Regions from separate parts of the Mus musculus genome. Here region 1 is linked to region 2. A link is a contact called in public Hi-C data. All regions are on one chromosome and are shown on one strand. The core of a region is the stretch at or near the end of the contact, and the rest is flanking DNA. Distances in the headings are between cores, read along the strand shown.

Region 1 (2,700 bases), core at 178-2,677, 62 kb after region 2:
GAGTTCCAATCTACTTTATGAGGGGACAGCCTGTCTTTGACAATATCTTCTGAAGGGCTTTTGGATCTCAGTGGCAGGCAAAATGACCTGAGAAAGATATCCTGAAAAAAAATTTTTTAAATAGGCAAAAATAAAGATGTTGGAGGGATTTCACGGTTCATATTTATGAAATAAAACACTGATCAGGAAACCTATTAAGTTACAGGTAGCTTGTTAAATGCCAAAAAATGCTAAAGAGAACTGGGCCGACTTCGCGGTCAAGGTTTGTCAGATATTTTATACGAATGATACTTTACTGTAAAACTGACTTTATGGTAGGGGCTGGCACAAAGTAGAACGTGACTACAGGCAAAGAAGATGAGGAAATTAAAAGCAAGGGAAGAAGCTGACTCATTTAGTTGTTATTTCAAACCTATAGCGGCGTTGGTGTCTGCTGAGAGATGCTGACTACTGCCAGACATCACACTGAAGAGACAAGAAGGAAGGAGGAAATTCATTTTCAAAACAGTGCAGGGGTGGGGATGGGGATGGGGGTAGGGGTGAGGTGGGGATGGGGGTGGGGTGTCCAGTTAGGCACTGAATTAAGGAAAGCCTTCTAGTATAATGGGCATCGCTAGGATTTACTTCCTCTTCCCTTTGCCAGCTAAGAGAGTAAAACCGTAGGGACCTATCCAAACCCTTGGAGTTGTGTGAGTTTGTATAGTGCCCACGCAACCAAATCCCTCACCATGGCGTTTTTTAAGTAAGTGATTATAAAGAAAGGGTTAACCGAAGACGGTGGCTTAGGGATGGGAAGGCCAGAGAGAAGGTTGAAAACACTACTCCCAACTTGCTACAACTCTAAACTTTGAAGCCACCCAAACAAAATGTGTGTGTGTGGGGGGGGGGGGGGGGATAAAATGCGCGCTCACGGAGGCAGATCTATTTCAGTAGAGTTTTCTTGTTTTGTTTTGTTTTTGTTTTAATTTTAAAATCATAATCTCGCTGTCTCTCTCTTTCTCTCTTTCAGTGTTGCAAGCCCAGAGCGGTCCCCTTTAGGATCGCGACTCAAAAAGCTACAACAGAGGCTCTGCCTTCTCCATTTATTTATGAGCTGTCCTCAAAGCTGCCCCTCTCCTCGTTCTCCCGCTGGGAACCTCGGTTTCTGGGCTCTGGTCAGCTCTGAGGCCAAGGAGTTGTGTGGAGGAGACCCGAGCTCTTCTTTCTGGTGGCCAAGTTTGCTGGATCCTAGGAGTCTGGGCGCGAGCAGGGGCGTACGGGAACGCGCGCCGCTGTCTGCAGCCGGAGCTGCCAGCCTGGGCCTCACCTCTCCCGGGCGAGGTGCAGGCTTTCCGCGCGCGGCCAGGGGGCGGGGCGAGGCTTGCGGGGGCGGAGCCAAGGGCGGGGGCTCCGGCTGCTATATAAAGACCGGCGGCCGCTTTAACTTCGGACTTGGGCTTATTTATTTACGGAGCGCCTGGACGGCGGAGGCTGGAGGAGGCGGCGGCTGTGGCTGCCGCAGACGGTGGTTTAAAAAAAGGAGGAGAAGGAGGCGGCGGCGGCGGCGAGGGATGGGAGCGCCCAGGCTTCAGGGCGCAGGCCGGAGCTGCCGAGCTTTCCTGAGGCTGCGGGAGTACTGAGGAGAAAAAGGGGACGTCCCGGGGGCCCACAGGCGACTCCAGAGGCGCGGACTGGGGTCTTTTTGTTTGGCTGCGCTCAGCGCCCAGCAGCCAGAGCGGACAACTCCAGTTACAACAACAACCCACCTTCCAGCAGCCAGGCGAGACTTAGGCTGCGGAGTCCGTCCTATTGTTTAGACACTTGCCTGGGGCTCTGGAGCGCCAGTCCCTGCTCAGTCTCCGCCTTCCCTCTCTCTCCACTTTCCTCCCGGGAACCGCGAGTGCCGAAAGCCTCCCTGAGAGGGGAAGGGGCTGGAAGCCAAGCGCTGCCTAGTCTGTGGTCGCCGAGTCAGGTGCAACGTCCGGGGCTAAGCGGCATCTCAACGTCTGCGGCTGGACTCCTCCCGTGACAGTGGGTGACCGGATCCAACGCCTGGGGAAACTTCCTGCACTTTGAGGCTGAGGACCCACTTGTAGGGGCTGCCCGAGGGGTGGCTGAGAGGCTGCATACAGCAGGACGTCGCTGTTGGCTGTTGTTTCTTCTACCTGTGCCGTCAGGTGTGTGCTGCGGAGCTGCGGCGTATCCCGGAGACCAGAGTGGCTGACAAGAGCGCGCACACTCTACTGCCATTCGGTTGTCGCCTGGGGTCTGCCAGGGTAGCAGATCCCCATCTTTCTGCCTTCTACCTAGTAGTCATCCATCAGGGCACAGTAGCAGCACTGGCATCGCGGACACCTAGTCTTTGCTTTGCTCTTCTGGGCTCGCCTATCTGCAAATCTTGCCCAAGCTAGAGGACCTTTCCTACTCAACTTGGCTTACTGGATTTTTCCCCACTGCAGGAGTGAGGACTAGTGGATATTCCTGCAAGGCTGCAGCAGTCCGACTGCCCTTTTGTCTCTCTGTGTGACCTCAGGGGCAGGCCCTGGTGCAGAGCGTCGCCAAGGACGCCGGGAGGGAGGCGGGATTGCCAAGATATCCTCCAGTGAAGTGCATGTGTGTGTGCAAGCCATCCTTGGCTGTCGGGAAGTGGAGAAGACGGTTGAGGCTGCTGCTGTGCCGCAGGAGTGGAGAGGCCCCGGGAGCTGAGCCCTGAGCCCCGCA
Region 2 (2,700 bases), core at 186-2,685:
CTTATAATCTTAGACTGAACTCATTTCTTCAAGCTTGGCATCAAGTCCCTTTACCGTGGAGCCATGTTGCCTGGCCTATATTCACATTTACATTGTAGAAATTATTAAAGCATATGTCTTTATCCAAAGCAATGGTAGAGATGGCCCAAGCTGCTGACATCCTGATTGAATAAAATGTAGAGGAGAATAAACTTGCTATCTGCCTGACTGCTTGGTAGTGGGATTCTCCATCTTCTTCTCTGAGTTCTCCCAGTACTCCAACCTTGATTATTGACCTAACATCATCTCTTGGATTCCCTGCCCTTCATTGTACATTGTCAGCTTTACTTTGAAAAAATGAAAACAAATAGATTCAAATCAAAACCTTTTAACTTTGTCTTGACAACCATACACTTGCCATCTTGAAAACTACACGTCTCCAGGAGCACTCAGTGAGATTTCCCCAAAGGCAGAATGTTTTCAGTCACCAATGAAGAGTGATAAGGCATAGGAAAAGAGGAATCATAGCAGAACCTGGAAGTCTGATCAACTTGCTGTTTGTGCCTCTTGGAACTAGAGAAGCATAGAAGTGAAATAATTCACCTCCCAGGACATGCCCTGGATGATGAGACTTCAGATGAGGTTACATGGGAAGGCAGGCAGAGCCAGAATTCCTGATAACCACTAGATTGGTATGTTTGCCAACTTTTTGTCACTTTCTTTCCCAGATGAAAGCACTGAACACTTGCCCATGTATATTAGGAAAAATTAACAAGAGAAATCCTTAAATGTCTTGGATTTTAATAAACTTCACACAGACGATATGTTTCTGCTGTTTTTATTGTTATCATTGTTGTTTTGTTTTGTTTTGTTTTGTTTTAACTTAAAATCCTATCAATACTCTTTAATTTTTTTCCTTAGGAGCATAAAGGACATTTGGAATACATATATGTATTAAGAAAATTGCTACTTAGAGGGTTAACGGCATCTTGTTTCAATTATTGAATTGCTGCTATTTTAATTTTGTTGATATATTTAACTCTGAATGTTCTAGACTTCCCAACATCAGCTATTTGGTAAAAGAAATACGCAATGTCTCCATTAGTAGGTTTTCCAGTCTCCATTGCAAAATGCCACATTCACTGAACTGCTAAGAGCTTCTTTAGAAAGTCCTAAGCAAGTTTCGTTTTTATTGGCTGGTTCATGTCCTTTGCCTCAGTTTCTCAAGTGTTGTATGGAAATCCCCTTCCTTCATCATCAGCATGACTAATTTCTTTTTAATTAAATACCAATGTTGCTTCACTTCCTCTACATTTGGGCAGTTTTCTTCTCTTTCAACAAGCTTTTTGTGAGGAAAAAATATTTACTACAAAGTGAAAACAGGTTTCTCTGTGGGTGTCCTGATAGCATTGTCACTTTCTAGATCATAGAATGTGTTGGCAGTTTAAATGCTTGCCTGACCTTTATAGAAGTTTTCAAATAGCTATCATATTTTAGTGTTATTTCCCAACATCTCTGAGTAAACTTTGTTTAGAATTTTGCTTTTAACAAACTGGTATAGTGGAATGACTTCCAGTCCAATTGGCAACACATAAGTGAATTCTGGTGAATATACATTCCTAATGTATAGAAATGCAGATATGCTAGGAACAGGAAAGACTAACCTGACTGAGAATAAATATGTCTATAATATTGCAACATTTCTGATTTTAAGATGAGGAGATTTAGACTCAGACAATAACAAGACTAAAGTCATGGGAAATGAATAAAATATGCTGTCAGTTCTAGACACTGATATCCACTCTATCACCGCACACTGCCTTTACATTTTGGCATTTCTGGGATGAATTCCTTCCATTGAAAGGCTGTTGGAGTGAGTGGGCACGGGATGTAGAAGAATGCTGAGACATATTTGTGGCTTTAAGACAATGAACAAATCAGGCATTAGTCAGCCGTTTTCCTCTTTTCCACCCAGTTTAGAAATTTTGGAGAGACAATAAAGTATTTTATTTTATTCCAGTAACTCTTCAATACTTCCAAGAAATACAAGACAAAGAGAAAACACTTAAAGAACATGTTCCTTCACCTGAGTCATTGGACCTGTAAGTTAGAGAGAAACATTTACAAATACTAGAGAATAATATTCTTTTTAAAAATCTTTTTGTTAGCTATTTTCTTGGTTTATATTTCAAATGTTATCCCCTTTCCTGGTTTCCTCTCAAAAAAAACCCTATACCCTCTCCCCTCCCCTCCTCATCAAACCACCCACTCCCTCTTCCTGGTCCTGGCATCCAGCCTTCACAGGACCAAGGGCCTCTCCTCCTATTGATGGCCAACTAGGCCATCCTCTGCTACAATTGCAGCTAGAGCCCTGAGTCCCACTCTGTGTTTTCTTTGGTTGGTGGTTTTGTCCCAGGGAGCTCTATGGGTACTGGTTAGTTCATATTGTTGTTCCTTCTATGAGCCTGCGCAAACCCCATTAGCTCCTTGAGTAGTTTCTCTAGCTCCTTCACTGGGGACCCTGTGAACCGTTCAATGAATAGCTGTAAGCATCCACTTCTGTATTTGTCAGGCACTGGCAGAACCTCTCAGGATCTGTATGATAAGAACTTCAAGTCTCTGAAGAAAGAAACTGAAGAATATCTCAAAAAGTGGAAAGATCTCTCATGCTCATGGATTGGCAAGATTAATATAGTAAAAATGGCTATCTTGCCGAAAGTA

The links. A called contact is a pair of places that touch in the nucleus more often than the background predicts.
Region 1: a Hi-C map of embryonic fibroblasts shows a contact between it and region 2, with 3 times the contacts expected there. The contact joins the promoter of Slit2 here to the enhancer-like site in region 2. A contact is called at or near these places in 3 of 39 promoter capture datasets (the 3T3-L1 cell line and the SN4741 cell line), 8 of 484 Hi-C or Micro-C datasets (3T3-L1-derived adipocytes, adipose-derived mesenchymal stem cells, embryonic fibroblasts and 1 more), 1 of 115 datasets of contacts at active chromatin or transcription factors (vascular smooth muscle cells) and 3 of 9 other capture datasets (adipose tissue, liver and pancreatic islet).

What each region holds. Positions count from the first base shown.
Region 1 is chr5:47,981,728-47,984,427 of GRCm38.p6, forward strand. Slit2 (slit guidance ligand 2) reads left to right here and starts at 1,428. Exons shown (of 36, transcript NM_178804.5): 1 at 1,428-2,700.
Region 2 is chr5:47,920,051-47,922,750 of GRCm38.p6, forward strand. No RefSeq gene overlaps it. Among named protein-coding and RNA genes, the nearest start is that of Slit2, 62 kb to the right of the region's middle. Within about 2 kb of position 1,436, at least 23 of the 459 cell types and tissues checked have an H3K27ac peak or open chromatin away from gene starts, as enhancers often do. A contact at or near this core is called in the SN4741 cell line, adipose-derived mesenchymal stem cells, embryonic fibroblasts and 1 more, where this site is marked.